7 separate regions of the Mus musculus genome follow, and regions 1, 2, 3, 4, 6 and 7 are each linked to region 5. A link is a contact called in public HiChIP or PLAC-seq, Micro-C and promoter capture Hi-C data. All regions are on one chromosome and are shown on one strand. Each heading gives the region's core, a stretch centred on a gene start, on an enhancer-like site or on the middle of the called end of the contact. The rest is flanking DNA. Distances are from core to core; before and after follow the strand shown. Region 1 overlaps Ppm1l (protein phosphatase 1 (formerly 2C)-like). Region 2 overlaps Ppm1l (protein phosphatase 1 (formerly 2C)-like). Region 3 overlaps Iqschfp (Iqcj and Schip1 fusion protein). Region 4 holds the start of B3galnt1 (UDP-GalNAc:betaGlcNAc beta 1,3-galactosaminyltransferase, polypeptide 1). Region 5 holds the start of Kpna4 (karyopherin (importin) alpha 4). Region 6 has its middle 14 kb from the start of Il12a. Region 7 has its middle 18 kb from the start of Il12a.

Evidence for each region. Promoter capture Hi-C pulls out the DNA fragments that hold promoters and counts their contacts. A called contact is a pair of places that touch in the nucleus more often than the background predicts. HiChIP or PLAC-seq counts read pairs in DNA pulled down with a chosen protein or histone mark.
Region 1: a contact with region 5 is called in a FOXA1 HiChIP or PLAC-seq map of pancreatic cancer cells. The contact joins the enhancer-like site here to the promoter of Kpna4 in region 5. A contact is called at or near these places in 2 of 39 promoter capture datasets (hematopoietic stem and progenitor cells and neural stem cells) and 5 of 115 datasets of contacts at active chromatin or transcription factors (acute myeloid leukemia, embryonic stem cells, microglia and 1 more).
Region 2: a contact with region 5 is called in a promoter capture Hi-C map of the HPC-7 cell line, with 2.8 times the contacts expected there. The contact joins the enhancer-like site here to the promoter of Kpna4 in region 5. A contact is called at or near these places in 4 of 39 promoter capture datasets (the HPC-7 cell line, HPC-7-derived erythroid cells, liver and 1 more), 1 of 115 datasets of contacts at active chromatin or transcription factors (stem cell-derived neural progenitor cells) and 1 of 9 other capture datasets (embryonic stem cells).
Region 3: a contact with region 5 is called in a promoter capture Hi-C map of pre-B cells. The contact joins the enhancer-like site here to the promoter of Kpna4 in region 5. A contact is called at or near these places in 2 of 39 promoter capture datasets (the HPC-7 cell line and pre-B cells) and 3 of 115 datasets of contacts at active chromatin or transcription factors (the 230-238 cell line, large pre-B cells and pro-B cells).
Region 4: a Micro-C map of embryonic stem cells shows a contact between it and region 5, with 5 times the contacts expected there. The contact joins the promoter of B3galnt1 here to the promoter of Kpna4 in region 5. A contact is called at or near these places in 12 of 39 promoter capture datasets (the 3T3-L1 cell line, 3T3-L1-derived adipocytes, cranial neural crest and 6 more), 2 of 484 Hi-C or Micro-C datasets (embryonic stem cells and palatal mesenchyme) and 7 of 115 datasets of contacts at active chromatin or transcription factors (the NIH/3T3 cell line, embryonic forebrain, embryonic stem cells and 2 more).
Region 6: a contact with region 5 is called in a promoter capture Hi-C map of pre-B cells. The contact joins the enhancer-like site here to the promoter of Kpna4 in region 5. A contact is called at or near these places in 1 of 39 promoter capture datasets (pre-B cells) and 3 of 115 datasets of contacts at active chromatin or transcription factors (the 230-238 cell line, memory CD8 T cells and thymic regulatory T cells).
Region 7: a contact with region 5 is called in a promoter capture Hi-C map of pre-B cells, with 3 times the contacts expected there. The contact joins the enhancer-like site here to the promoter of Kpna4 in region 5. A contact is called at or near these places in 2 of 39 promoter capture datasets (the HPC-7 cell line and pre-B cells), 1 of 484 Hi-C or Micro-C datasets (pre-B cells) and 6 of 115 datasets of contacts at active chromatin or transcription factors (the 230-238 cell line, large pre-B cells, neural tube and 2 more).

The regions. Positions count from the first base shown.
Region 1 is chr3:69,438,942-69,441,641 of GRCm38.p6, forward strand. All of the region lies in intron 1 of Ppm1l (protein phosphatase 1 (formerly 2C)-like), which reads left to right. Among named protein-coding and RNA genes, the nearest start is that of Gm52607, 22 kb to the right of the region's middle. Within about 2 kb of position 1,445, at least 62 of the 459 cell types and tissues checked have an H3K27ac peak or open chromatin away from gene starts, as enhancers often do. A contact at or near this core is called in pancreatic cancer cells, where this site is marked.
Region 2 is chr3:69,503,918-69,506,617 of GRCm38.p6, forward strand. The region is part of intron 2 of Ppm1l (protein phosphatase 1 (formerly 2C)-like); the gene reads left to right. Among named protein-coding and RNA genes, the nearest start is that of Gm52607, 43 kb to the left of the region's middle. Within about 2 kb of position 1,379, at least 33 of the 459 cell types and tissues checked have an H3K27ac peak or open chromatin away from gene starts, as enhancers often do. A contact at or near this core is called in the HPC-7 cell line, where this site is marked.
Region 3 is chr3:68,613,886-68,616,585 of GRCm38.p6, forward strand. Iqschfp (Iqcj and Schip1 fusion protein) reads left to right here. Exons shown (of 11, transcript NM_001113419.2): 7 at 2,555-2,672. It overlaps Schip1 (schwannomin interacting protein 1), which reads left to right. Exons shown (of 8, transcript NM_001113421.1): 4 at 2,555-2,672. Among named protein-coding and RNA genes, the nearest start is that of Gm22073, 68 kb to the left of the region's middle. Within about 2 kb of position 1,371, at least 22 of the 459 cell types and tissues checked have an H3K27ac peak or open chromatin away from gene starts, as enhancers often do. A contact at or near this core is called in pre-B cells, where this site is marked.
Region 4 is chr3:69,597,695-69,600,394 of GRCm38.p6, forward strand. It overlaps B3galnt1 (UDP-GalNAc:betaGlcNAc beta 1,3-galactosaminyltransferase, polypeptide 1), which reads right to left and starts at 1,266. Exons shown (of 3, transcript NM_020026.4): 1 at 1,108-1,266.
Region 5 is chr3:69,125,646-69,128,345 of GRCm38.p6, forward strand. It overlaps Kpna4 (karyopherin (importin) alpha 4), which reads right to left and starts at 1,447. Exons shown (of 17, transcript NM_008467.4): 1 at 1,087-1,447. The coding sequence starts at 1,155.
Region 6 is chr3:68,675,584-68,678,283 of GRCm38.p6, forward strand. No RefSeq gene overlaps it. Among named protein-coding and RNA genes, the nearest start is that of Il12a, 14 kb to the right of the region's middle. Within about 2 kb of position 1,353, at least 223 of the 459 cell types and tissues checked have an H3K27ac peak or open chromatin away from gene starts, as enhancers often do. A contact at or near this core is called in the 230-238 cell line, memory CD8 T cells, pre-B cells and 1 more, where this site is marked.
Region 7 is chr3:68,708,177-68,710,876 of GRCm38.p6, forward strand. No RefSeq gene overlaps it. Among named protein-coding and RNA genes, the nearest start is that of Il12a, 18 kb to the left of the region's middle. Within about 2 kb of position 1,430, at least 73 of the 459 cell types and tissues checked have an H3K27ac peak or open chromatin away from gene starts, as enhancers often do. A contact at or near this core is called in the HPC-7 cell line, pancreatic cancer cells, pre-B cells and 1 more, where this site is marked.

The DNA.
Region 1 (2,700 bases), core at 195-2,694, 310 kb after region 5:
GGAAGGAACGTGGTTCTATCTGCTGTAGATAAAAGTGTGTAAAGAGCCCACGTCATTGCTGTCCCCAGCTTACTTTGATGCACGCTCGAAGGTTACTTTAAATAACTACAATTAGTTTAAAAATGACAACGGGGGTGGGGGTGGGAGTTCATTTTGTCCTGCAAGAGTCTGTCATGTTCTTGTCTGTTTCATTCATCAAAACTTTGTGATCTTTAGCCTTCAGATTTATACTATGTCCTCAGCAGGGTTCAGGGATGGAGGGAAAGGAGGGGAAATGTTCAAACAGAAACTAAATATAGGGATCCTATATTAATCATGGTGTGAAGCACATTCTACTTTTTTGTGACTTCCTCATTGAATGTCAGACGCCGTGTGGGTTGCTGCACTTAATCACCGTGCGCTGGCACAGAGTAGGCTGCTGCCAGCTGTAATCCTAGTAATGGTAGATCTTAGAGCATTTGGCTTGGCAATTTATTTAAATGCATGCTTAAGACTTTAGGTTTACTTTATTGAATTATAATTTACATACAATAAAGGGCAAGCATTTGACAAGTTACGTGAGTTTTGGTATATACATTTATGCACTGCCATAAGCAAGCTACCAAAAGGGATAGAAGAGGATTGACGGGGAAAGAAATGCTGGCAATAAACGCGGGTTTGTTTTTTTCATGGCTTTGAAGTCAGTTACTGTATGTGTTGTACTGTGAAATGCTACTGTTAAAGCTCCTTGCTACAAGATACTCTCCTAGTGAATTATGTGAAATTCATGAAGGATAGTTGTATTTCATGATATGTAACAAGAAATGTTAATGTCCTATGTCTTTTAAAATATGAAACATATACACTCAGAACTCCATGCACCACAGTATAGGGTTGTGCTAAATGATCTCACGTGTCCTGAATAAAGCTGCCAGTATCCATCTAACTTTTTCAAGTTTCCTTTCCTTTCCCATTAAAAAACCTTTGTTTGAGACCGGCTTTTATGTATCCCAAGCCGGACTTGAACTCACTCTACAGACAAGGATGGCCAGGAATTATGATCTTCTTGCTTCCAACCCCTGAGTGCTAAGAGTACTGATGTCTGCCACCCTGGCTAGCTATTAACATGGTGGGGATTGAACCCAGAGTTCTGTACATATTAGGCAAACACTCTGTCAACTGAGTTACATCTCCACTCTCATAAGTTTTAAAAGATAAAAATAATGGCCCCCAAATTCAGTTACTTGTGGTGTTGCTATTGCTGTTGTTCCCCCAGAGTATGATTGGAGGAATGGTGGCCCATCAGGAGAACATCACTTTAATGTTTCCCACCTCCAACTGGCAGTGTGCTGTGTTCCTGTTTTGCTAAAGGAACTGCTAACTTGCTGTCTAAGGAAGGGTTCAGGGATATAGAGGATAAGGGGAGGAACTAGCCTGAGCCTAGAGTTACTCAGAGCTGGCGTGAGTCCCCACGTTGCCACTTGCTATCATTTGACAAGTTGTTCCACTTTCTAAAGCCTCAATTTATTCATCTAAATAGAGGGATGACACAATTCCGATCCATCAAGAATTTACCATCCAAATGCGGGATGAAATTGGAAGAAAATGACTGTTGTCTAAAGAGAAATTCAAAGTGATGGGGCGTTTTAAAAAAGAGAGGGAGAAACCAGGCAGTTGCAGACAATTAAAGGGCTTCATAGCAAAGCTATGTTCAGTAGTGGGGAGCTCTGTATGATTAATTAGACTTTACAATTGAAACCTTCTCAGTGGGCTACAGCTTTAAGTAGAACAAGCAGTAGATGCCACACTTGCTGACCTGACAGCATAACGCAGTGGTCTACAAATGTAGTGGGCAGAAACTCATGGCTCTCCTGGGACCTGGGGTGCAGGGATTTGTAGCTGCTGAAACCTACTACAAAGGACAGAGGATTGGAAAGCAATGACACTGAAGAAATGACAAGGGGCCTCATTTCTCCATAGACAGTAGAGATTAGCCAGATGTTTGAGCTCTGCCCCTGTGGTTCGAGGAACCCCGCGGAGCTGATGATGCTAACGTTGTTCATAGTGACTCTTCAGTGACTAATGCGCTTACTAACCACTGTGAAGCCACTTCCTAGTAAACAGGGGTTGAGTAGGTGAGCTTTAGCTGAATGGTCTCTAAAAGCTGATCACTGCAGCAGAGCACTAGTGCCAGGGATTTAATCCAGCCCAGAGCCTCCATACCATGGAACAGGGCCATTTTCATGCTGTTTTAGGGTTTCCTGAAGTACTAGGGAAAGAAAGTGTGACAGATAAGATCTTGTATACCATTAAACCAAGTGACAACCCGGTATCGTTATTAAAAACTTTCCAGAAGTTTATTGAGCTAAGAAGTAGTGTTAAGTCTCAGAGAAGCAATTCAGTGTGTGGTAGTTCTGATTTCTGGACCTCAGCTTCCAGAGCATGACTTGACACCTCCCAAAAAGACACTCTCTTTCCATGAGCAAGGTACTGGTGGTCTGTTCCTCTCAGTCACCTTTACCTTATCCTTTTGAATCAACCTGTAGATGGGTGGGGATGGCAGGTCTGGGGGAGGATAGGAGTAGTGTAGGCCCCTTGGCAATTCTGGTGGGCTTCAGGATGCCCAGAAACCCTTCTCAGCCCTTCTCCAGCCTCTTCTTTCCTGTCCCACCTCCTTTACCGGCCTGACCTAAGGTATTAGAAATCCTTCTTTATCACTTG
Region 2 (2,700 bases), core at 129-2,628, 380 kb after region 5:
GATGTGACTGTCACCTCCAGTGATTGGGACACTCGAGCCACAACTCTGTTTTTCTTTCTAATCAGGTTGCCATTGTTTGCCACAGGGAATTAGAGCCGCTCCCTGTCTCTGAAGCAGTGTTTGATTAGAACTAAGGAAAACACATACACACCAAGGAAAACACTTGCACCCTGGGATTATGTCTGAGTGGCTGCTAGGCAGGGATGCCTTGTTCGCCCTCTCCTCCTCTCTGTGCCGCTGAGCTTCTGTAACCAACATTTCATGGTCTTGCTGCAATGCTTAGGATAAACTTCAAGGTAGTCCAGGTTAATAGTGAGCCCTTTTTCTTTTTAAGATTTGTTTATTTATTGTATGTATGTGAGTACACTCTGGCTCTCTTCAGACACACCAGAAGAAGACATTGGATCCTATTACAGATGGTTGTAAGCCACCGTATGGTTGCTGAGAATAGAACCCAGGACCTCTAGTAGAGCGGTCAGTGCTATGAATCCACTAAGCCATCTCTTCAGCCCCAAACACTTTTCTTTATAGAGAAAAACAAGATAATTTTTTTTAAATGATAGGATTTCTCATGTATGGACTGTCCTCTTGCTGTATGGAAGGCAAACGAGTACTCCCTTGGCTGACTTTTAGGCTCAGAAGGTCTGTAACCACAGGACTGTATTGCTGTTAAAGTCATCTGTAGGATGTCGAGGTCAGTCCTTGGGATCTACTTAACGCTCGAGATTTCATTTGGTAAATTGCCTTGTGCGGTGCACTGTTTTCCAGCCACCTTCTAGTGCCCAGAGTAATCCATCGTGTTGACTTCATTAATTAATGTCCTTGGTGCTGGGCTGTGCAGCTTAGGCCGTTTCTGGTAGGATGGAGAGCTTTTATAGTGCGCATCCTTGAGGAACCCCTGAGTGTGCTCTTAGGATTCCGTAGTCATCAGTCTGAGGGGAACTGGCCAACGAACGACACAGAGAAATTGCTAGAAGCCACTGTTCATGCAACACAAACATTGACTATGTAGCAGTCTGAGCAGTGGGGAAGGACAGGAGAGGTAGAAGAATTTTGTCTAAATGGATTACTAATCTTTGCGGCAGTGTGCATCATTTTTTACAATGGCCTCTTCTTTGCCAGAGCTCAGTTCATTTCATTTAAAAAAAAGAAAAGAAAAGTGCCACAGATTACCTTTTTATTACTTATAACTGATGTGTTTCCTAGAAGTATGATTTTCCATAGTTAACAATAGCAATATTGTAAAACAGCAAAATCAAAGCCATAAAAAAATGAAGTAAATGTGCTAACCACAGCGAGCCGTGCATGGCGGATGGCGGACTATACCATAACGACTTGTTTACTTTCTCCTCAGCTCTTTGTCAGCGAGGGTAAAAGAGGAACCTCACAAATCACCAAGCTCTGCTTAATACACAGGCTAAAGCTGGTTCCTGATAGAGCAGCTTTTCTCTCAGCACCACACACATTCTGTCACACGGTCCCTTGTATGTGGAACACTGAGCCTGTTTTCACCTGGGGGTCCCAGAAAAAGCCTTAAACAAAAGACCTTAGAGTTGTCTTAGTGTGATCTAGGGGACAAGAGTGGGGACATTGCCACCAAAGCAGGAAATGGGGAGCACCTGTGCAGTTGGGTTCCCTTGACAGCGGCTGCCAAAGCAGGGCTACATTCTTTGGAAGCTTATGGATCGCACCCAGGGCCATTGAGCTACTTTCCCACCCCCACACTGGTCAAGGGCCACACATGTCACTCATGTCCCTTTGCTCGTGGCTTGGCTATGCTCCTGTGCCAGGTAGGTCCCTTGGGTTTCAGTAATTCCTAAGGAAAAAAAGCAAATGATAATGGGCTCTAGACCAATCCAATGCAGGCCCAAATGGTTCTGGTGCTATACAGTTAATTAAAGGTCAGACAAAAAGAATGTGAGACCATGGATAAGAAGTGTGCCAGACCAGGACAGCAGGTGGAGTCTTAAAGTTTCATGTACCGAATGCAAATGAATTCATCTTATACTCATTTCCTACTTCAACCATCTATAAGTTAGATAGATAGAAAACTGTTAAGTTGCAGTTTTCTTAGATTGTGTGTGTGTGTGTATAACATGTAGATATATACAATAAAGTGCTCAGTGAACGATTATCCCGATTCCCACATGATGACCTAATTCAGCCTTTAAAAGCCAGATAGATTGTTGAACCTGCTTCCTAGGGTAGTGAGGGCTCCTCCAGGGGCAGCCACGATGAAGACAAGAGGTGGCAATTTGGAGCTAGGGACCTCAATCTATGTCCTTGGCCATAAATCAGAAACACCCAAAATGTTTGGGAGCTATTATTAATCCCAAAGATGGGAAGAGAGAGACCATGGACCAAATCATCATGGCTGATGCTTCATCAAGGCAAGCCATTAATATAAGCCAGCAATTTTTATTCATGCACACAGGCTGCCGATGCCTCCCATTGCGTTGGGGTTCAAGAGGTCAGCAATGGATATGAGGAAGACAAGGATTTTTATAGCTCAGGGGTAGGGAATTTCCAAATCGGGGATTTGGTGGGCAAAATAGCTGGGATTACAGGAGTAGAACGTAAGCATGACAAGTGAGTCATACTGACCTCCTGAAACAAAGTCAGGATTGCAAGATGGTGGCAACAAGGTAGTCATAGCAACAGGTAGTCATAGCAACAAAGGTGCTTATAACAGCCTTTGAA
Region 3 (2,700 bases), core at 121-2,620, 510 kb before region 5:
AATGATAGCTTCCATAAGCAAAATCTTTTATTTCACCTGGTGTTGGGCTCGAGAGACCAAGGAAGACTGAACTAAGCAGGATTTAAGTGAGGTAGCAAAAGGTCAGAGACCCAGGGAAGTGCACTTTTCAGAAATAAACTGTGCAGACAGCTGTGAATCTCACTGCCAGGCAGGAAGGCGGGAGTGGGGATTATCTGTTCTTTGACTCCATGGCACAGAGGCCTTCAGAAGACCTGGTGGCCCTATCACCCTTCAGCCAAGCCTCTCTGCTTGGGGAAAGTGGTTGAGTTTCACCCAGAGCTGTCTTCCTCCTAAAATGCGATTAAAGGCTAAAGGCAAAGAAATCCCCCTCGAAATGGGAGCCCATTGAAGATGTCTTTACTAAAACCCTTTCTTAATCAGCCATGATGTCCCATTGTCCCTGTGAGCAGCTTTCTTACTGCTGTAAGGAATTACAAGCCCTCCCCCCACCCCACCCCCATCCCACCCACCCAAGCTTCATTCAGTTTCCCACCGGGCTACTATGCTACTAAGGTGGGGTGGGGGCTCTGAATCTGTACTGGAAGCATTCTTGAAGTCCCCCCAGCTGTTAGAAGTTCCTTGTGGGTGGTTGGCCAGTTGGGGGCAGAGCTGTAGAATTTATAATCATTTTTTGCTCAGAATGAAGATATTTGTCCGTGGGCATCTTTAACTTGGTTTTGTGATATCCTTTCTTGCTGGTTGTTTATGTTTTTAGTTTTCTCTCCAGCAGGCAGCTTCTTTGTGAGACTTTATTCATATCTAGGAAATGCTATATAACCCTTGACTGGAGTGAGATTCAAATGCGTCCCCAGACTGTCCTTGCTATCACCTTCCGAACCATAGATCTTGATTTTATTGTTAAAATTTCTTGATTCTACTTTTTAGATGAACTGCAGATATCAAAAATCTGCTAAACTCAGCGTGTCTGGATCAAAGGGAAATCTGAACATACTAGATACCGCAAGATACGTGAAGAAAATTTAAAGGAGGCAGGTCCCGGCACAACTGTAGGGCCAGCTGCTGACTAGTTATGGATGGCGTGAGTGAGTCTTCCTTCAGACAGCAGACTATCATGGGGTGGCTTTCAGTGTGGGAGCAGTGTTAGGGTACAGTCCCTTTAGAAAGTCACGTCAGCTCTAAGAGTCTCTGTGTTTTTGCCCAGCTTCCAGAAAGTGGAGAAAGGAAGGTAGGTCATATGTACAGAGCACCCTCCCCATGCCAAGCTCTGAGCAAACTCAGGGTTTGGAACCCGCTGTAAACCAGTCATCCTGTGGCCTGCTTCCTTTCAGCTCTGGGCCTGGCCTCCTCATCTGTGTCAGGAAGGTTTTTTAAGGGAAAACTAAGCCGGAGCTTGTACAATTATAAAGTCTAACAATAGGTGGCAGTACATATCCATCTTAATCGCAGTGCTGAGACTAAATGGGGGAGCAAGTGTAGTCATGAGCAAGACGTGCAAAGCTTCTCCATCATTAGGATAAAGACAACCAAACAATGTCAAGTATTAGATTAGATCCTTGCAGCATGAATAACACCAGAGCAAATTTGGTGTCCTTTGCCCCAAAGTGGGCTTAGAATGGCTCCCTATGGCCCCTTCTGGCACCCCACCCCCATACATACCCACACACACATACAAGACTTACTTTCCCACAGGACTGGGATGCTGGAGACCCTGAGAATGACCAAATAGTACTGAGAGGATATGGTTCACCTTTAAAAGCTAGTTAGGACCAAGAGCGGAGCCCACCGTCTGGCCACGGTCATCGCAGTGCTTGTCCTGTCTGACTCCAGACCATCCTTTCTGGAGTTTCAGACTCCTGAGCTCCCAAGAGGAGTCTGTTCTCATGGTGCTGGGTGTGGGGGCCAGTCTGCAGAAGCGCATGCGTGCTGTGACTTCCAACACCCTGGGATTTGCTTCTGCCTCTTGGGGTAAACAGACCTGTGGTGTTTTTGTCTTTGAGTGACAGAAGTTGCGCTTCCTCTGTTGGCTTTTGGCAACCGCTTTAAATAAAGGTTCTCATTGAGTGTCCCTGTCTTCCTGGAGGGGAAGGAAACTTTCTTCATAGTCTTGGGACACTGGTTCTTGTGAACTTGTTTGGGTTGTCCTTCTAAAGCAGAATTCGAAATAGCATTCCACCACATTATTGGCTCAAGTCTGTTCATCTCGAGTGGCAGAACTGCAAACACAAAACATCTTTCTGTATGGGCCAGCTCTGTGTTTGTTATCCACTGGGTGCTATAACGTAGAGCGTTAAGCGACAAACTGATGTGGAAAAAAGACCGGAATTCTGGGAGGCCCTCTGATAAACTTTTTAATTGCAGGAAAGAATTGGCTGAGGCAGAAGGATTGCCATCCCAGGCTACGTAGCAAAATCCTGTCTCAACCACAACAGAAGGAAATGTAGAATGATTTGGGTCACTAAGTTCTCCACATGAAGAGCACATAGAACTGTTTTGATAGTTAACCCCGTTTAATCAGCTACAGTCAGGTAACAAATAGCTAAGCAGAATGACTGTCCCGCTTGTTCCCACCCAGACTACAGAGCGGGATGAACCTCCAGATATGCTTTGTCAATGACAGCGGCAGTGACAAGGACAGCGATGCAGATGACAGTAAGACGGAAACCAGCTTGGACACGCCCTTGTCCCCCATGGTAAGTCCACGTGGCCACCGGCCGAGCC
Region 4 (2,700 bases), core at 16-2,515, 470 kb after region 5:
CGACAACCAAGAACAATTTCGATAATGTAATAGTTTTTAATGCTGCAGCTCCCTGGTGGCCATTCATTTCAATCAAATCTTCCAACGTGAAAGAGAGAAAATGCCACACTTTTCTCTCAGTAAAAGGAAGGCCCCTTCCTAGAGTTATGAGGTGTCAACACTTCAGAGAGCTCAAACTCCCTGCGTCTGCCTTAGACACCCAAAGGTAAAACACAGATTTCATCTGGGTGAAGACTGCAAATCGTCCTACCTCCCTCCAAAAACAAACCGTTGGGCAATTCCTTACTTGGCAGTAGCGTTTCCTAACAAAGCAAGCTGCTTCTCCTAAAGGCTGGGAACGGGGTTTGTGGGAGGGGGGTCTACTTAAGTCAAAAATCAATGCCTGCCTTTTAGTCCTGCACCTTTTAGTCCTGCAGTCACAAACACAGCTAGCTCTCCGTGCTGCAGCTGGCCGCATCCTTTACAGCCTGAAAAAGTAAGGCTCCCTCCATCTAAGAGTTCCTTTACAATGCTTTGTACATTCCACTCAGACCTTTTATTAATAATGTAGCCTTAATCTTTAGGAGTCTCCTCTTTCCAAATCTCCCATTCCCTTCCTCCTCGCCACCTCTCCCCCAGGAAGCACTCTCCTACCCTAGGGACCACAGGCCCTTTCCCGCCTAGAATGTGCGTTCCTCCCTCCGGGCCTGCAGCAGGTCCATCGGCGTGGCGTGCGGACAGTATTCTCCACTTCTCCTTGGTCGCGGTGACAACCAGGCCACCACTACCTCGGCCCCCGAGGCTTACATAGCTCAAGGCAGGGCAGGATGGATCCGTGAGGCCGCGGTGGCCCGGCTCGCCAAGAGCACTGGACGCCCCTCCAAGTGGCCCAGATTCTCGAGTCTCTCGTCCGGAGCCTCGAGACCCAGCCCCGAGACCAGGCGCGGAGGCCAGAGCCCAGGGCGTGGCAGCTCGCGGCGCCCCGCTCCACGGAGGAGCGAGCGGCGCCCGGGGCCTCGAAGCCCCGACCCACGAACCTAGAAGGCTGCGCCGCGAGAGAGAGGGGCGCTCGGCAGCCGCCCAACCGTCTCCCCGCCTCGGCCTCCCGCCCGCCCGCCCCGCACTCACCTCCCGTGCGCCCGTGGTACCCGCAACGGTGCGGCCCGCGCTCGCTCTCTGCGCGCGAACACGGACTCCCCGCAGCCGCACGCACGCCGAGCGGGCGGGCGCGCGCCTCCTTCACGCACGCGCGCGCGCGCGGGGTCCCTGCGTCCGCAGCCCAGCGCCGTTATCGCTGTTATCGCCGCAGCTGCCGGCCTCTGCCGCGGGCGGGCGCCAGCATCACGGCCACCGCAGGCTTCGCCTAAGTCCTCCACCTCCAACCCCGGCTCTCTGCCTCGTGCCATCTTTTGACAGAAAGCAAGAAATTTTATTTTTGAATGGAACCACCTTCACCCTAGGTCCTGGGAGAAACAGAGTCAGTACAGAAACACCCAGCCTTCATGACCAAAGGCTTCTCCCTTCTCCCTTCTCGGGGAGATGCCTAAATGTGTAGCCCGCAGATTTCCGCCCCAGGGCTGACTTGGAAAGGAGGAAGCCTTGGCACATTCAGAAGGCTGTTTCTCCTTTCAGGAGTGCGGGAGTGGGGGTGGGGAGAGGAAAGCTTTGGTGTATGTGGACCAGAGGCTCAGAGAGTCCTGGCACCCCACCCCACCTCCACCCCCACACCCTCAACTGCCTCTAGAAACCGTCTAGTGCTATGAACCCTTGGTCAGCTCCACTTAGTCATCTCCACCCAAATGGTGCCTCTCTGGGAGAAGGGAGAAGCCTTTGGTCATGAAAGCTGGGTGTTTCTGTACTGACTGTTTCTCCCAGGACTTAGGGTGGAGGTGGTTCCATTCAAAAATTGCTTTCTGTCAAAAGGCCCCTGGAAACAAAGTGTCATCTGAAAACAAAGACCCATTCTGGTGTCTTGGCTTTAGGACTGTGAACAGGTTGGCCTCACTCCACCTAAAAGGAAACAGTTTTTCAGTGAGCACCTAAATACAAGCAACCAAAATTTAACAACAATTCACAAGAATCGCTTTCCCATCCTTCCCTAGACGCTCTAGGTTGCGTTTCTTAAACTAGTGACTTCAACATAGCCGGGATCAGCCTTATCGATTTGGAGAAACTAGAATTCTACAATATCACCTAGTATGTACGCCATGTTCTTGTCGGAAAGCCACACCGACTTCCTAGAAAGATGATCTTATCAAGATTGGACTATTGCCTCTATGCGTCCGTGTAGAATATATAGATGTAGCACAACCTGTTTTCTTTCGTAGCAGGACTTTTAGAAGTTGCTCAGTTCTGTTTGACTGCTGTTTTGCTCTCCCAGCTCAGTAATTTAAGTTCTTGAACCAGAAGCGGGATGTAATGGTAAGACTCCTTTACACACTGCATGGAGCTCTGCGTGTTATTTCCATGGGGGGAGAATATGGACTCTCAAACACAATCTCACTTGACCCAAAGCTAAAACCATGGAAGTAGGGAGAGGTATTCTCCAAACTGTTCCATGATAAACAAACACGGAGAATGTTTCTCTTCAGTGGTTAATAGGCAATATGTCGAAGATTTTGAAAATTCTTTGGAGGAGTGTATTTTCAATTCCTTAGAGAACTGAGAGTACTTAAAACTGATGTGTAGATAAGACAATAAATAACACTCCCAAGAAAGTCA
Region 5 (2,700 bases), core at 197-2,696:
AAGACTGACTGGCATTGGGAAAAGTCAACAAAAGTTGCCATCTCTATCCCGAAAATGCTCAAATTCAGGAACCGACCACAGCAGTCTGAAGAAGTTACCAGAACATAAAAGGGGATAAGAAGCTAAAAGCTTGACTTTTTTTTTAAATTCCCTATATTAAAAAAAAAAGTCACAATGGAAAGAAACTGTGTGCTTAATACATCGAACCTTGGAAGCAACTGTGTCTATGACAACGAAGCCTTCTTCCCCCCTTTAAAATAATACGTGATGGTGTCAGTCCATAGCCTACCGGATTCCTCACTGCCACCACCACCAGGAGGTGGAGAGAAAGGATACCGAGAAGACTAGGGGATGACAGCTTTGTATAACCCTTTGGACTTTTCTATGTAAGAATGCAAACTGGTGGTCTCTTCTCAGAGAGGAGTAAAAAGATCTGTGGACAAGCTCAAATAAGGCGGTGGAGGCAGGTGATCTTTTGACTGGAAAGGGACACATCGTGAGCCACATCTTTGAATCAGCTAGGACCAAACTGAAACCCAGGCCGCTGGAAGGCACTGCTTAGCATCACCAGGACCGCCTCTCGCGGCGGGGGTGGCTTTTTTTTCTTTCTTTCTTTCTTTCTTTCTTTCTTTTTCTCCAGCGGAGAAGTTGACTCCTGTAGTTTGGACATTGAAGTAAAACCAGAGTCGGGGCGATTAGGAAAACCTGCATGTGGAGGCGTCTCGGGCCCGGAGAAGTTCCGAGGTCGCCGCTCGCTCCCCCATCGCCCTCCACCCGCGACGCTTGGCGTCGGGGGCTCGAGCAGAGCCTGAGCTTCCGCCGCTGCGGGGCCTCCGCCGCGGCTGATATGCCCGCCGCCCTCACCCGTGTCTGGCCGGCTCGACAGGACAGGCCTAGGCCGCACCCGGCGGGCCCCGGCGCTGTCGCCGGCGGAGGCGGAGCAGGCCCGGCACAAACTTCCCGGCGCGGCGCCCGCGTCACGGCCGCTCGCCCGCCCGCCCAGCGCCATGCCGGCCGCCGCGCCCGCCCGACTCCGTACGCACCCCGCGTCCCGCCGGGGGCCGGAGGCCGCGGACCCCACTGTACCTCCAAGTCACGGCCTTTGTTCTTAAAATTCTTGAGCCGTTGGTTGTCCAATTTCTCGTTGTCCGCCATGGCCGGGCCGGCGACTCTCCCCACCCGCCCGGGCCCCGCGGGATCCGCCCCAACCACCGCGCCGCACAGACGCTCCCAGGAAGCCGGCCGCCGCCTGCGTCGCCCGCCCGTCCGCTCGCTTCCTCTCGCCCGCCGGGCCTCCGCTTCCTGGCTGGCCTCTCCTGCCCTGAGCTCGGGTACCACAGCAGCTCTGGCGAAGACGACTGCGGGGCCAGCGGCGGCGGCGGCAACGGCGGCGGAATGTGCTGCCGGCTGAGAGGGGGAGGCAGCCTCGATCTGAGGGCCCGGCTTTACGGCCACGCCCATCGCCGCCAACCCGGTCCGCCGATTGGCCGGCCGGGCTCCGGAGTGCTTAGCCAATCAAAAGGGACGATGGAGAGCGGGGGACGGAAGAGCGAAAGGAAAGGGGAAGGGAGAGTCTGGGGCAGGAAAGGGACGGGGCGCAGGAGCTTGGGAGGGGAGGGGTCACGCGCGGAGGGAGAAACCCGAGGCAGCCGAAGAGCAGCAGATCCGGGAGCGGGCGGGGATGGGCAGGGTGTAGTGGTCCTGGTTATGGTGGGATGATTCCCGGGGTGGCTTTAGATGTTGGGGTTCTGAACTTCGTTCTTTTCTCCCCCGGTGTTACTTGAGCGCTTCATTCACTTTGGAAGGCAAAGAGGTGTGTCTAAGCTACATGTGAAGTCCTAAACCCTGAGTCCTGTTCTGGGAACTGCGAACCAACCTAGGACCCGGCATCGTGGCTAGGACTGACTACGGTGATGTGCATTCTGAAAACTGAAGGGAAAGCTAGAGGGACCCGGTAGGAAAAGGAAGGTAGAAGGTTCGCAACAGGTAGAAACTTGAGAAAAATTGGTCCTTCCCTAATACCCCCATTTTGAGCAGTTTCTCTTGGGAAATTAAACTGCTTGATCACAAAGTATTAATTTATAGAGAATGACGACTATGAGCCATGACATAGCAAATGCAACATTGTGACTCTTGATAAAGGAAGTTAATCCCAAAGAAACCTCTTAACCAGGAACATTGTAACCAAAGGCGGATGTAAAACAGGTACAAAAGAGCCTCTCAAATTTTTCAGAATCGCTCCGGGCCGGTGACTCGGTTTGTAATCGTAGCTACTGGGCAAGAGGAGGAGCTGTTAAAGTAGCCCAAGAGCAAGGCCAGCCAGAGCAAGAGTCCAAAGCCACTTCGAGCAGTTTAGTGACACTTCCCCTCTTCTCTTGCGGGTTCATCTCAAGATAAATTAATAATAATAATAATAATAATAATAATAATAATAATAGAAATACAACTCATTGGAAGAAGCTAATTATGCTGGAGGCCCTAGGCTCAGAAAAGAGAGTGAGGACATGTTTTCAAAACTATATTTAAGCTGAGCATAGTGATCCACACGTTAAATCTAGCAAAGGCAGGTGGAGATGAGTTTGAGGCCAGCTGAGCTACATCATAATACCCTGTCTAAAAACAAACAAATGTGTGTGTTCATTTATCAATTATTAGTTCCCCAAATTGTGTGGTTTTTGTGAAGCAGTGGCAGTTCAGAGT
Region 6 (2,700 bases), core at 103-2,602, 450 kb before region 5:
GGCAAGCAAATGGAATATCCTTGAAAGGTGGAAGTCGCACATCCATATCGGTAAAATTCAGACTCTGGGGCTCTGTGTCTGATGTAGGAGCCGCAGTGGATGCTGGGAAATAAGCCGGCTTCTCTGTAAGAGCAGCCAGTGCTCTTAACTGCTGCACCATCTCGCCAGCCTCTTACCTCGGTGTTGCTGTTTTGCTTTTTAGTTGTTGATGTTTTTTTGTTGTTTTTGTTGTTGGTTTGGTTTGGTTTGGTTTGGTTTGGTTTGGTTTGGTTTGGTTTTTGGTTTTTCGAGACAGTGTTTCTCTGTGTCCTGGATTTCTTAAGCTTTCTTTTATTTCTTTGGTATGAGCTATGTAGAGTGTACCTTCATGCCTTCTTATTGTATCCTGGGGGTAGTAAGTAACCTTTAGGTACCTTTGCCCCCTGTAATGCCTCCCTTTCTACCCGGACTATACTTAGACCAGCTTTGGTGAATGAATCAAGTCACAAACTCTTTGGCCTTTTGTTTGCTTTTTAAATTTTGTTGTTTCCTTAGGCCAGCTATCCTTGAACTCAAAATCCTCCTCTCTCAGCCTTCACACTGGGACTCCTGGCATGAGCTAGGGTGTCCAGCTGTCCTTGGCCATTTCAAAAGTAAACAAGGTAGAAACAAATACAGAAAAGACTTAGCAGTCCCGAGTGACCTGATGCTCACCCTCTGTCTCCCCACCGCCCTGCTCCCCTCCCCCCACCCCAGTGCATTTCATTTTGGTTGGCTGATATTCTCCGAGTAAGTTGCAAATCGCCATATTTGCACAAGTCTACACTGACTTATGTTGTTAATTTGAGGGGTGCCAGTTATGGTGAGCAAATCCAAGGTTTTTAATGTGTGCTAAATCAGTGCCCGATCTCTCAGATACGCCCTTAACCCTCTAAAGAAGGCAGCCTTGTGCACACGTGCCAAGCAGTTATCTTTATAAATAGTTCATCAAGCAATTCCCGCTTATAAAATCTGTCTTTTTTTGCTATGCCCACCCAGAGCTTGTTCAGAACTCAAAGCAGGGAGTCTGTGCCTCTGTACGCATGTGATCAGATATAATTCAAATAATGCAAAAATAGTTAAGGAAGAAAGGGGAGCAAATTTAAAATAAATATTTGCAGTTTGGGGCTTCCAAGCTCTGCCATTTCCTTCGTTTCCAATCACACAATCATATTCAGCTTATTATGTAGTTCGTGTCTTGCTCTCAGCCTTCCCCCCACCCCCACCCCGTCCTTTCCCCCAAGTGTTTTTGAGTCCCTGATACCGCCCCCCGCCCCCCACGCCCCGCCCCAGGTGCAGAGGAGCCAGTGCCTGGCACCCAGTACACATGTTTGGTGGCTTTCCGTTGAGTGACTCATTGCTCAAGCAGGCACTCCAGCTGCCTTCCTTACCCTGACTCCCTCCCACCTCCTTCTGCCCAGTTCCAAACTTGAGTTTATCCAACACTCATTTTTCTCGGCTTCTGCTATTCTTAGGCTGCGGAGAGATGCTGAGGGGGAAACTCAGACTTCTGTCAAGTGGGTCTCCACGGAAGCAGACCGCCAACCCTCACACAGGCCCCGCGTTTATCTCCTGGTACCGCGACAGGATGTTGCACACAGTGATCTTCAAACTCAGCTGTGGCCACAGCCGTGACTCCGTGACAGTTACTGGCAACGTTTTGGCTGATTCTCTCCACTTCCTATGCCGTCCCTCTCCAACTTCCCTGTTCCTAAGCTGTTTCAGGTCTAAGCGAGCTTGCAGCACCTTAAGCCTCCTCCCACAATAGCTTTAAGTCACTTGCTTTTATTTTATTTTTAATGTTCATAGGTTATTTTGACAAAGCTCTTTGTAAACTTAATCATAAGGCTGTATTATATTCTGTAAATGCTAACCACATTTAAGCTTCTCTAATGAGAGACCTGCCCATACTTTGGCATTTATTTTGTTATTACAATTTTTGTCTTTTGCATTTCTGAAATTCTTTAAGGTATATTCCTGGCTTTATCGGGGTCAACGGCTCCAGAAAGTTCAGATTCTTGATAAACTTTGTCAAATTTATTTTCAGAAACAGTTTCATTATGAATTCCCTTTCATACCTTTGTCAACCTAAAAGGATTTATTTCATGTACCTGTATTTGGTTGAGCCGTCTCATATCTTTTTAACATAGTTATTAACTATAGCTTTCTTCAGTGAGTTGTCTGTTAATGATTTTTCTCATTGGCCTACTGGGGTCCTCATGTTCTTAATTACTTTGTCTGTGTTATTGATAAATTTCACTGAGTAATTTGTGTGACAAACTCTCCAGATTGGTCGTTGTGGTTCCAGGATTCTCCTGTCTCTGCCTCCCTCCACTGGGCTTGCACATAGGGGCTCCAATCTGCCTCTGTCTTTAATCTCAGATCCATGCCAAGGTCTGGAAATCTTGTATCATCTCTCATGAAAGTTAGTTTGTAAGATATTAGCATATGTTCTGCTGTGATATAAAATTTACCCCATCCATCCTGGGAATTATTTTATTTTTGGAGTTTTTAAATATTTTTATTAATTCTTTGAGAATTTTGTACAATATATTTTGGTCATATTCACCCCCTCCTCCTAGATGCACCTCCCCTCCTCTACTTTTTAACTGTTGAGTCTAGTTTGTGTAGTCCCTTGGTAGTGGCCTGCCTAGAGTGGGGTTGACCTGTGGGGGGCCACAG
Region 7 (2,700 bases), core at 180-2,679, 420 kb before region 5:
CCTGGGAGGCAGAGGCAGGCCAGAGACAGAGAAACAAAGATCAGATACGGTCTTCTTGGTTGTGCCTCAACTAAACGTATCTCTGCTATACATTCGCCCGCTTCCCAAAGTAAATGACCCTGAATTGAGAATCAGACCTTGCAGTTTTACCAGAGCAGGGGGAGGGAATGATACGCGAAGGTCCTCTGAGAAGATGCTTGAATTTCTCCAGAGAAAACGCCAGAGGGCAGCAGACCTCCAGAGATGTCCTGGAAAAGAGCTTGGCTTTTCAGGAAGTAGACCAGCCCGGCCTGGAATGGCATTCTGAAATGAAGTCATTTGATGTTTGGTTGCTTGATTGGTTGGTTGGTTGGTTGGTTACTTGCTTGCTTGTTCCCCCACCCCCACCCCCACCCCCACCCCCACCCCCACCCTACTCCCGTTTCTGGGGATTGCTTCTTCCAACATGCTGGGCAATTGCTCTGACTTTGTTACTTTTCTTCTTATGAGAAAATATCTGACAAGATGCAATTTAAGGAGCGAAGGGATTATTTGGGGTGAGGGGGATCACAGTTTCAGAATACAGGGGAACAGTCTGTCATGGTGGGCATGACACAGCCGTGTAAGAAGTTCTGTGTGAACTTCTGTAGTTCTATGTACTGCATAGTTGGCAGTAAGGGACCTGAGAGAGATGGAGCCTGGGGCTCAGATCTCTCCTTTCCCAACCGAATAAAGCCATCGAGGTGATGCTGAGCACATCTTAAACCCCAGGGGAAGCACCTTCACAGGCACAGCCAAAGTGTGTCTCCTAGGTGACTCTAAACTCTGTCACCTCAAAAACCTCCAGAGTAACCTCGCTGGCCTGAAACCTGCTTGGACTTCTAGTGTACCCTAACGGCACAATTATACACGTCTGCATTTTTAGAGTAGAAAATGTGTAAGTAGAGTTCCCTGAGAAGCAACTTGGTGCTCTGATCATATAAACTATAAATAATCAAAGGTTTGAATTGTTTTGAGCTCAAGTGTAGCAATGTGACCAAGAGAAAGAGTGAGAGAAAAAGGAACAGAGACAGAGACTCACAGAGAGACAGAGAGAGAGGATCTTAAAAACAGAGGAATGAACCCTATGGTCTGGCTTGAGTCCAGACAATTGTGGCCCTTACTGGTTTCCCGTGTTCTGTTACAGTGTGGGCAAGCTTCACTGGTGCCACCCAGTGGCCTCCCTGAGCACTGCTTCAGTGCCTGGAGATGGGCGGGCTCAGTCTATACTGGCTGGGTCTCTAGTTGCAGACAGCCTTCATCTTCCTTTTACTAAGACTTGTCTCCGGCCTAGAATTTGACAAGCACCTGTGTCTGAGTGGATGTTGCACTCCTGGAGCAGATGGGGACAGAGGCTTTGAAGACAAGTAAGCGTTTGTTTAGGTCACCTGAACTGGAATTTCAGCCCTTCCTCTAACTGCGGCATGAGTCATCATTATTAAACGGTGGTAACCCCGTACTTACCACTGAATTTGCATAATCCTCTGAACTGAAGTTTGTAAGCAAACAGCCAACACTTTTCATATTAAAAATTGCTCCCCGACACTCACGTTGATTTCATGTAAGCTACTAATTCATATAATTTCCTGCTTACCTTCCAGGGCAGAGACGACATCTTTCAAGCAGTTATCAAAATACTGGGCAAGAACAGCACTCTGCCCTCATCTTGCTTCAAATTCAGTGATCTCAGTGTGCATATTGTGGCTTCTGTCTAATGTCATCAGTATTGCTATGTTCCTGCTCCAGCTGGGCGAAAGCCATCTTAATCCACTCTCCCCAGCTTCCTAGGCAGGGTAACTAACTACATATCTGCTCAGGGCATTTCAGCCTTCGTTCTACATAAGAATAGATGATGCATTTAATATTTCCTCACAGTTTTATACTCACTTATAACAAAACAAACTCCTTATTTAAGAAGTGCATGTTAACCACCTTTAAGACATTCCTACACAGCCAAAAGCTCATTGCTTCTTTTTTAAAAAAGTTTTTATTGATTCCTGTGAATTTCATATCTTGGGTCCCAATCCCACTCATCTCCCCATTCCTTCATATCTGCCTTGCAATCTCCCTCCTAAAATAAAACAAAGAATATAAATAAATAACTCTCACTGTGGAAGCTGTGGTGTGTCCCACAGTAGACCCTTCTGCCCAAACAACTTTCCTTGCAAATGTTCATTGCCATGAGTCACTGGCCTGGTTTGAGGCCTCTGGCTTCTGCTATACTATCAATAATGGATCCTCACTGAGACTCCTCTAGGATATCCTGTTGTTACCCTGTGTCACGGAGAGCCTGCAGCTTTGGATCTGCAGGACTGGCCTTTCAAGTATTCTAGTATTTTGTAGATGGGGTGGATGTTGGAATGGTCCAACTCAAAGCCCTGGATCTGGGCCTGGGTGGGAGCTGAGTTGGTCAGCTACCAGCTCTCCTGTACCTACAAAACCAGGAGCTGTTCTGCTCTACTGCAGGACCCACTCTTCTGAGTACTGTAGCCAATGAGTGGTGGAGCCAGTTCTCCTTGTTCTCATAACCTGGGGGGAAAGCTCATCTGCCTGCAGGAAGTGAGTGGGTATAGTAGGTTGGCCTGATGCTGCTTGTATTCTAATGCTAGTATTGAGCCCCAAGACCTGGTTGTCCCAGAGGGGATCTGCATGTAGCCCCACCCGACACCATGTGACCTTGAT